2 separate regions of the Bombyx mori genome follow, and region 1 is linked to region 2. The links are chromatin contacts, called in public Hi-C maps. All regions are on one chromosome and are shown on one strand. Each heading gives the region's core, a stretch centred on a gene start, on an enhancer-like site or on the middle of the called end of the contact. The rest is flanking DNA. Distances are from core to core; before and after follow the strand shown. Region 1 holds the start of LOC101737813 (F-box only protein 9). Region 2 holds the start of LOC101744027.

What was found. A called contact is a pair of places that touch in the nucleus more often than the background predicts.
Region 1: a contact with region 2 is called in a Hi-C map of posterior silk gland, with 1.5 times the contacts expected there. The contact joins the promoter of LOC101737813 here to the promoter of LOC101744027 in region 2.

What each region holds. Positions count from the first base shown.
Region 1 is chr6:2,462,724-2,467,301 of ASM3026992v2, forward strand. It overlaps LOC101737813 (F-box only protein 9), which reads right to left and starts at 1,470. Exons shown (of 10, transcript XM_062668958.1): 1 at 1,259-1,470. The coding sequence starts at 1,261.
Region 2 is chr6:2,172,086-2,177,038 of ASM3026992v2, forward strand. It overlaps LOC101744027, which reads right to left and starts at 2,622. Exons shown (of 8, transcript XM_038011802.2): 1 at 2,475-2,622; 2 at 1-2,265. The coding sequence starts at 2,044. It overlaps LOC101739356 (ER membrane protein complex subunit 2), which reads left to right and starts at 3,816. Exons shown (of 7, transcript XM_038011803.2): 1 at 3,816-4,098. The coding sequence starts at 4,065.

The DNA.
Region 1 (4,578 bases), core at 220-2,719, 290 kb after region 2:
AGCACATTTAAGGTACAATACAAGTTACTGCAATTAAATTTAAGGAATACTACATTTGTTTTATATACAAAACCAATTCAATCATGTCCCAAACAGACAATGTGTGCCTCTCATTCTAATGGAAACTTTTTGGTGGAGACTATTTTCTAAGAGATAATTTTCCAGTAAGTTTTATTATTGTTCTTATTGTTCTTCAAGATGTTCATGGGTGATCATAACCAACATTTTATTAGCAATGTATTTTAATATTATGTGTAGCTTGGTTGATTCGGTTGTTTAAAAAATATGTATATTAGGAAATATTATTTAATTCAAAAGTCATGAACACAGAATATTTTCATTCAACTATTTATTTCAACTACTTATCATATACATACATATTATCATAGACATCTACAACGCAAATGCCGCCACCTATCTTGGGTGGTAGTACCTACCTGTGCGGACTCACAAGACATCCTACCACCAGTAATTACCCAAATTATAATTTTGCAGGTTTGATTTTTGTTACATGATGTTATTTCTTCACCGTGTAAGATAATCGTGAATATTTGTGAAGTACATATTTCAATAGAAAAATTGGTACCCACTAGCAGGATTCGAACACCATTGCATCACAATATACAAATGCACCGTACGTCTTATCCTTTAGGCCACAATGACTTAAAAAGTACATATAAATATATAAAATTTTCTTGACATTGCAAAATTCACAGTTTAAGCGAATAATACACCTGTTAGAATTTCATTATTATTCTGAAACTATTGACATTGTATTAATCATAAAAGAAAAGGTATCATGTTTGAAAGTAAATAAATTAACCATTTCATTGCCATTCCGTATGTTCAAAATACAGTGAACATAATGAAATATTTTCAAAGTGTCTCAAACATGTTTTTGCTTCTAGTAACAAATTTTCATGGTAAATTTCATTTTAAACTAATACTATCCATTAAAACAAATACAAAAAAGATCACTATTTATTCGATTGGTCAGAATAAAAAATTTGGCTCTAACCAATAAAATGCGGGAATAATGTAATCTATATTATTCTCAGCTGATATTTTAATTTAATTTCTTTCTTAAAATAAATACTGGAACGAGGTTGAAAATATTATTCAATAACTTTTTAAACCAAACTGAACACACATTAAAAACTATATGTTAAATCTCGAATAACATTTAGGTCAAAATTACTATGACAGAATCTTAAAATAAATATTTTGGTGCTGTTTTGGTAGTGCGCTGTAATCTTACCATTTTCACTGATTTATGTGCCTTATTGTACCAACAATTGCAACTACAATTGTGACATAAAATATATTAAGTGTATAATCTATGATAGGTAATATATTAAATTTTAATATACAAATATATTATGTACGTGGTTTTTTTTACGATATTGCTCAATTTTTTTCTCATTAGAGAAAAAGTTCACAGTCGCATCGACCCTGAAATGAAATAGCGTTTCAAAGTTGACTTAGCAAAACAAAAAAGTTTTAGCACTGAAAAGTGAGTAAGAATGATTAGAATGTACTATAGTTCAAGAGAGAAAAAAATAAGATATGCGCAAAATCTGAAACTTAGAAAGATATTAGCGTTGACAGGAGTCTGACCAATAAGAGCAATAGGTAATGGGGTGATTAGGGGTTGAGAGGTGAATGGGGAAAAAACCAGGAAATTTTTCGACACTCAATATTAGTTTTTTAATCGTTGCAAAATCATCCATTTTTTAAAAATCTGTTGTATTTGGGGATGATGGAAACGTCTCAGGTACAAATAACAACGAAAAAGGGGTCAATTGAGATGAGTTAAATGGGAATGACCTACGTATAAATAGGTACAGGCTTGTAGGGTTGTCTATGTAGTTAGAACAATCTTTTTTAAATGTGTTGGTAAGAATCTGGTTTATTCATGATGTTTTTGTGTAGAAATTTTATTGAAAATTATCAATGCAGTGTTATTTTATTGTTTGGCAAACATTCATATTTATCAGCTACGTATTGTTTTCTATTTTAGATATGCCTCGCGTGTACGTATCAAAGAGTGCAAAGCCTTATAAGAGATATGATTCCTTAATATTAAAAACAGCAATAAAAGCCTATTGGTTGCGCTGGTTTAAAACTTAGTTAGTTTTAAGTTTCGAAAAATAGCAACATTTTTAATTTGGTTTTGCAAATCCTGTCCCATCCCTCTCCGGCACTTTACCTACGGACGCGTGCGAGCGAGATCGTGTGGTGACATCGAGACGAAAAAATATGGCTGAACAACCGCGCGCGCGCTTCGTGTCTTTGTTATGTTAAATACGTAAATAAGTGAAATCGTTGGTGTTTCTCATCGCGAAGTGGTACGAGTCTGCAGTAAGGACTACATAAAGGTATTGTGCATCCTTCCTTTAACGCAGAACTGCCGCTTCTTATCGTTTCTTCCCGCAGTCTGTGTCCTTCATTTGCAACGACCAAATTTAAAATATTTTCATAGTTTGCTTAACTCGCGTCTACACCTATGAAATTGGGAATAAGTCTTTAGTTGAAATAGCTAAGCAATTTAACATTAGTAAGTCGGTTTTGCACAAACATGTAACAAGAACAATGAAATCTCAAGGTGGACAAAAATGTCTAAGTAATACATAATAAAATATATTAATATTTGTCCAGAGTGGGGGTATCCACCTGATAAATCCATGGAATAACCGACACACCTAATCTCTTAACCCAGATAAAAATATCAACCCCTAAGTACTTACTAAGAACGAAGAAATATAAACCGTATATAAGAAAGCCCGCTCGTTCGAATTTAGGTGCTTACTCTCCCTTAAACTGAATCCTTTGGAACTACAATAATTTCCACGGTAGCGCGGTCTCCGTCAATGTTCTAACTGAACTAATTTTAAGTGATGAAATAGATATTTTTTCTAATTGTCTCACAACTTACAGGAAAAATCTGTCGCGGATAATTTCCCAAATAAATAAAAATAATCTTAAGTAATTAAATGTAATCAAGTTTTAGTTATATATTTTTTATTTTTGTTGTAAATGCAGTGTCGATTGCACCTGTAATTGAGGTAACATCTGTCATGTACTTTTGTCAGTTTTTCAATGTTTTTTATTGATGATCACTTTGTCAGTGCAACTAAATAAATTAAAACCAAGTAGTGACAGCCCTGGCAAATTTCTCTATTAACACTAATTTCGTCCCCATTAACCGCAATTTCTAGGTAAATAGGGATAACACCTATTTTTGTTTTTTTTGCTTAAACTGGAATACTAACTGTATAGCTTTAATTTGGATAACAAAATACCCTCAAGACTCAATCATTTTGATCCTGACATAGCATTTTAAACATTAACAACTATCTTAAAATTGTTCATCAAGTTGGAATTTGTCCCTTCTTCTCAGTCGTACACTCCTGGCGGTTTAGTCGTGGTTACGTATGTCTTATTGCTGGGTTGCGGCTTTTGAGAGACTTCTCCATCTCTCTTTTTGTGGCGGTACGTGTACATTCAGAAAGGGAACACTTCGTAGATGACTTAATCAAGTCTGTCCACCTTTTGAAGTCGTCGTGGCCTAAAGGATAAGACGTCTGGTGCATTCGTGTTGAAGCGATGCACCGGTGTTCGAATCCGCGAGGAGTACCAATTTTTCTAATGAAATACGTACTCAACAAATGTTCACGATTGACTTCCACGGTGAAGGAATAACATCGTGTAATAAAAATGAAAATCTTAGTAAATGGCCACCATTTTACTGAGATTATATTTCATCTCATCTCATTTCATTTAAATTCATCCCAGTTGATTAATGTCTCAAATTAATCATCGTCATTTCATTTCACTCCATATTATCATTTTTCATAAAAATAAGAATATAAATTAAAATAAGACATGACTTAAAAGTCTTAGTTACCAGGTCATAAAATACCTTTAAAAAAAAGAAGCTAAATTACAAGACTTTGGCGGGAACGCGAGGAGTGAAGTTGTGTGATTTGTTTTATTTTGTCTACCGGTAAAATGGGGCGATTAGGGATTGAAAGGCGAATCGGGAAAAAACCGGGAAAATCTTTCGACGCTCAATATAAGTTTTATATTCGTTGCAAAATCTTCCATTTTTTGTAGTTTAATAGTAGAATGTTGAAAGTTCACAAAACAACTCTGAATATGCATGATAATAGCTGCTAACTTATAAAAAATCGCGTTTCAAATTAACTTCCTGTGATGGTAATTATTTTAGTGCTAGAAACTTTGCTCTCTTTTATTTATTTGATAATAATAGAAGACGACTATGATTTATAAACGTTATTTAGTGTTTGAACCAGCATATATATTAAAGGTAAGTCTCAGTTGTTATTGGTTTTAATGTATTTGATTAAATAAAAATACATGTAAAAATCTGTTGTTTTTGGGGATATTGGGGACGTCTTAGGTACAAATAACAACGAAAAAGGGGTCAATTGGGATGAGATTACGTGAAATGGAAACGACCTAAGTATAAATAGGTACAGGTTTGTAGGGTTGTCTATGTAGTTATAACAATATTTTTTAAATTTGTTGGTAAAAATCTGGTTTATTCGAAGCGAA
Region 2 (4,953 bases), core at 1,372-3,871:
TTTGTCCGTTCCTGTCATGCATCATAATGAAATTCTCTGGTGATTTACTGGTTGATGTTGATGGCATTGGCTCTGGTTCATTCTTCTTCACAATGCTGCCTAAAGTTTTAGCATTCTTTATTTGAAGTATTTTCTTGGTCTTCTTAACAAAAATGTTGTTCAATCGTGCAGAATTGTTTTTATTTGATTTTACAGGCAAGGTGGTCTTCTTTACATTAATTTCTTTATTATGTGGAGTTTCAACGGGTCTCTGTGGTTTAGGGGAAATTGATATACGATCAGTGGAATTATCTCCATTCTCTGATAGTTCACTGCATGGTGATATAGATGGTTTCTCATTACATATTAAATCAGGAATGGGACAGCTATCACTAAACTCAGAGTCGATTACTTTATTACATAACTCTTTGTATGGTGAAACATTATTTGCACTTTTCACGTTGGTAAATGTGCGTGGTACTGAACTGATACTGCTAGAATTTGAAGGCGGAATACATTCACTAATATTGTGGTTATCATCATCTAAATCAGGCAGGATTTTCTCTGGTGATCTTGAGGGCTCAGTGCTATCCATGAAATCAGGATCGTTTGACTCTGTTAAATCCATTAAAGTATTTACCATATTTTTGTTATGCTGTACTGGTACTTCAACCTTGATATTGCTGAGAATTTTTAATCCTTTACTTGAACTTGATGCCTCACTCATGTATTCAAGTTTATTTATGGTGTCAGATGTATCTGTTACATCAGATTTAACTGACACACCAGATGATGGCACCACACTGGTTGATGTAGAGGTAGATGAAACTGATTCAGGAGCAATTATTGGACCAACTTCTATGATTAAAGTTTTTGGATCATTTAAATTATTTTTACACAGTTGGGAATTTGGAATTAAGGTATCGGTGTCTGTATAAACAGTGGTAGTACACGATTTAGGAACAAACTGTTGAGGTGGTGTGTACATGCAAGATCCAAATTGATCCAAAACCATTAAGTTCTGATACATTGAACTACTTTGTGCTACGTTTGTCACAGCATCCGGTCCTGTTGTAATCATAGTGGGCATACTTGAAATAAAAGGCTTACCATCTATGTTATGCACCATTTCTCTGTAAATTATTTGTGAATTTTGAGTCACAACTGTTGATAAACTGGGAGTGAAGGCACCTGTTGACATGTTATTGAATTGGGCGCCTGATAATTGTGGAGCTACAACTTTAGCATCAATATGGGCTGATGAATTAGAAATATTTCCTGAGATCAGCATGTTGTTCTGTATATTCTTTTGCACAAATGTTGGTGTTGTCGGCACCATGACATGCATAGGTTTCACTCCTGATGTAATGTACTGTATCCCACCTACATTGGTTTTCAAAAGTATGTTATTGGGCTTTGGTAGAATCTTTACAAAATCTTGGGCTTTCTTATGTCCTGCTGACACAAGATTGTTTTGCGGTGGAAACCTTAAGCCAGCAGCTATTGGTGGTATGTTATATGTTAAAACATTGTTTACATTATCCATGGCAGTATATTCAGCACTCCGTGAATATTTAATCTCTCTATCTTCTTGTGGTTCTTGAAACACTGTAAATGGCTGTTCAAAATCTGACAGTTGAGAACTTTGAAACTGTTGCATTTTATCACTTTTCAATCCATATGACAAAGAATGCTGACCTGATGGAACTGAATTTGTGTCAAAATTAATACTATCTCTAATTTCAGGTGTCTCATTCCGTGATAGAGATGTAATTGATGTTGATTTGGGAGTCCTACTTGGTGGCCTTCGCCAGTAGCGGTCAGGTTCACTGCTTCGCTGTGATCCATTCCATCTGTCATCTGCAGGTGTCCGAGACCGACTTCTGTATGAGCGTTCCGAGTTTGCAGGAGTTGATGTTCTACTGCCGAAACCACTGCCTTTTGAGGTAAGACAACACAAAGCTTTGATAACTTGGTCCTTGGGGTGAGTGTCGAGATGTGATTCCAAACTCATTCCATTGTGAAGGTAAAGGGTGCACACAGGACATTGTATTAATTGATCCATTGTTGGGTGTTTCAATCACAAATTACTGAATGCTTAATTTGTGGTAAGGTCGAACGAAACAGTTTAGTTAGACTTGTTTTTTCACTATTAAAATGCGCGTTCGTAGTCCGTGTGACCCGTTCGTCCAGAGTGCGTGACGTACATATCTACATTTCATACGCAAGGCTCTCGATCAAACACCAACAACACATAACTTCCTTCCAAATACGTTGCTTATCGATCTGCGAAACAAAATACAGTATAAAATATAGGTATCTACATTATAAACTCGCACCCGACAATCGTATGAGCTGCGCAACATGTAAACATGGTACAAAAGAAAACAAAACTTGAAGATAAAGGCCATTAGGACATAAAAAGTCTGGCACCAAGTACAATGAAATACGAAATGAGTTCATGAATATAAGGGTAAGTCAGCTATGGCGTTTACCTATTATATCGTGTGTTGTACATAGTCCATTGCTTCAAAATCATCAAATATTTGGCTCTATTCATTTACGTTTAAGCGTATTCTATAAATATTTCTAATTTGTCAGACATATTGCAGACGTCTCGTTCACGTTCACAATACTTGTTTCGTTCTACGTTACGAAATGTCGATGAACTTTTCAAAATTGTCATTTCCGACGTGTTTTCATCAATTTCTAAATCATTCTGCGTAGAAGAGAACGTAAATGACAAACACGATAATAAAAATTATTTTGTCTGTATACGCCTCGTAAATCAAAGGGTACCAGCCAATAATGGATTGAGTGAAAGGAGGACTCACTGATGTATCCAGCTCTGGTGACCATACGATGGATGAACAAATAATTTTATCATCATCCTCATAAATAAAAAAATATCTGAGGCGCAGCTCTTAACGCCATACATACGATTTGCAATTACCTTGTTTCCTAATGTACTTCAATTAAATTGAGATATTCAAGATAGGGAAGGTCTACCTTTAAAAAAAAATGTTTTCTTACTCTCCTCTCAATCTAATTCCTTCAATGCGTACAATTCTCAATTTTATTGAATGTAAATATTTAATTTAAAATGCAATTTAATTGTTCTTAAATGACTTTGTGGACATTTGTAACAGAATTCCTTACTTTACACTGTAAGGTGTGCAGATCGTATTTTGATTGTTCTTTTTTTGTGGAAAGGAAGGATAACAGGAAATCGGTTATGGGAGAAGCTTACTAACCAGTGCCTGAATGCACTCGTAGGAGACTTATGAGCTCAAAAGCAACTATTTCGTGTTCTACATCGATATCACTGTGTTAAGTATCTCGTCGAACTCTGCGCTGGATCGACAAGTACGGTGACCTGTATTTTATTTGCTGCTAACGTTAGTACTACTAACGTCCTACAGCAGCACTAGGAGTGGACAAGAAGGATCCACGATGACGTATGTTTAAATGGCCTCGGCGGTGATCGGCTACTGCGTGAGCCGAGTCTGAGCGTAGTTGTCGACAGCCGTGATTAGTTAACATGTCGCACCATCACCCAACGACGCTTTCGTAATATACTTACGGATAGATTCGGATATGTACTGATTGACGTAAAAATCCATATTCCTCATGTTCCACATTGTTTCGACGGCTATTCGAAGAGCGGAGTCTTGAAAATTATTTTATTTTGTTGATTTTGTTTAAATTTCTGTAGCACTCTCACTAGGTAGCCACATTTTACATAGAATTTTAAAATTCCAATATCTCTCCTCATTAAATTCCATTTCATTTCATTTCTTTCCCCTTTTATTTTGAATGCAAAGGCTTCGCCCTTTGTTTCAAAAAATTTAGCAATATGAGTCATGTTTCTTTTGCCTGTCTATAGAAAAAAAAAAAAAAATTATGTGCTTTTGCCAGTTTTGCCATAAATGTTCGAAAAAGTTAATTTATGAATTTTAAGATAGTGTTGTATGTCACATAAAATTATTTAGATTTTTGTTGTTGTTAAGTGTTTGTAATTGCTTCAGTCCGTGATATATTATTCCAAGTTTTGGGGGTAAATTAAATTAAAAACAGTAAACAAAATGTCTTTTAATTACGAAGAAATAAGCCACAATGGTAAGCTGTTTAACAGTAATATGATGAATAACTGTGGGCTAGTTATCATATCATGGTTCAGTCTATGACCAAAATTAAATATCTTAATTGAAGTAAATATAGTTCCGGATTTTATAATTAGACTAATAATTATACTTAGGATATAACCTCCCTAATAGAATGTGTGGATTCGCACAAAAACACTATAAAAAGTATACTCTGACCCTTACAATCGAAATGTATGAATTCTTTGCAGTATACATAGTAAGATTGTACTTATATGGGCTGAAAATACCTCAATTACTACCAGTATCGGGTATTGTACTTCTGTTTGTTCATTTTAGAAAGATTACTGTATTAGAACAGTGAATCCAAAAAATGATCTTTGATATAGCTATCATATTAGCAGGTAAACTAAAGAAAAAAAATTTGCTGTCTTAGATGCAGAGTAAATTGACTGAAATGAATATCAAGAATTTTATTCAAACTGCATGACATTTAATTTTGAATACTATAGCAAACACATCCCTATTGTTATCGCTCATGAGCCTCTGAGGAGGATGCATGCAAATGGGGCGGGAGTAGATGCTGGCAAAAGGCCTCAATGCAATTCCATGGCCACCAGTCTTTATTAGTCAATGGAGGAAACGTGTTTAATTGTGTTTTAGATTAGCTAGCCATCTTGTAGTTAATATCGACGGGTGAAAAGCTATTTGGTTTAAGTGACATTTCGCTTAATATGCGACATTTGTCTTTATAATTAAAATACCGTTTTTTTGGTATTATTATCAACAATCGGATGTTTTTAATTGAAATTCAATTAAGCTTAACAAAGTCAAATACATAGTTGAAAAAGTTTTTTGTTACGATATCTTT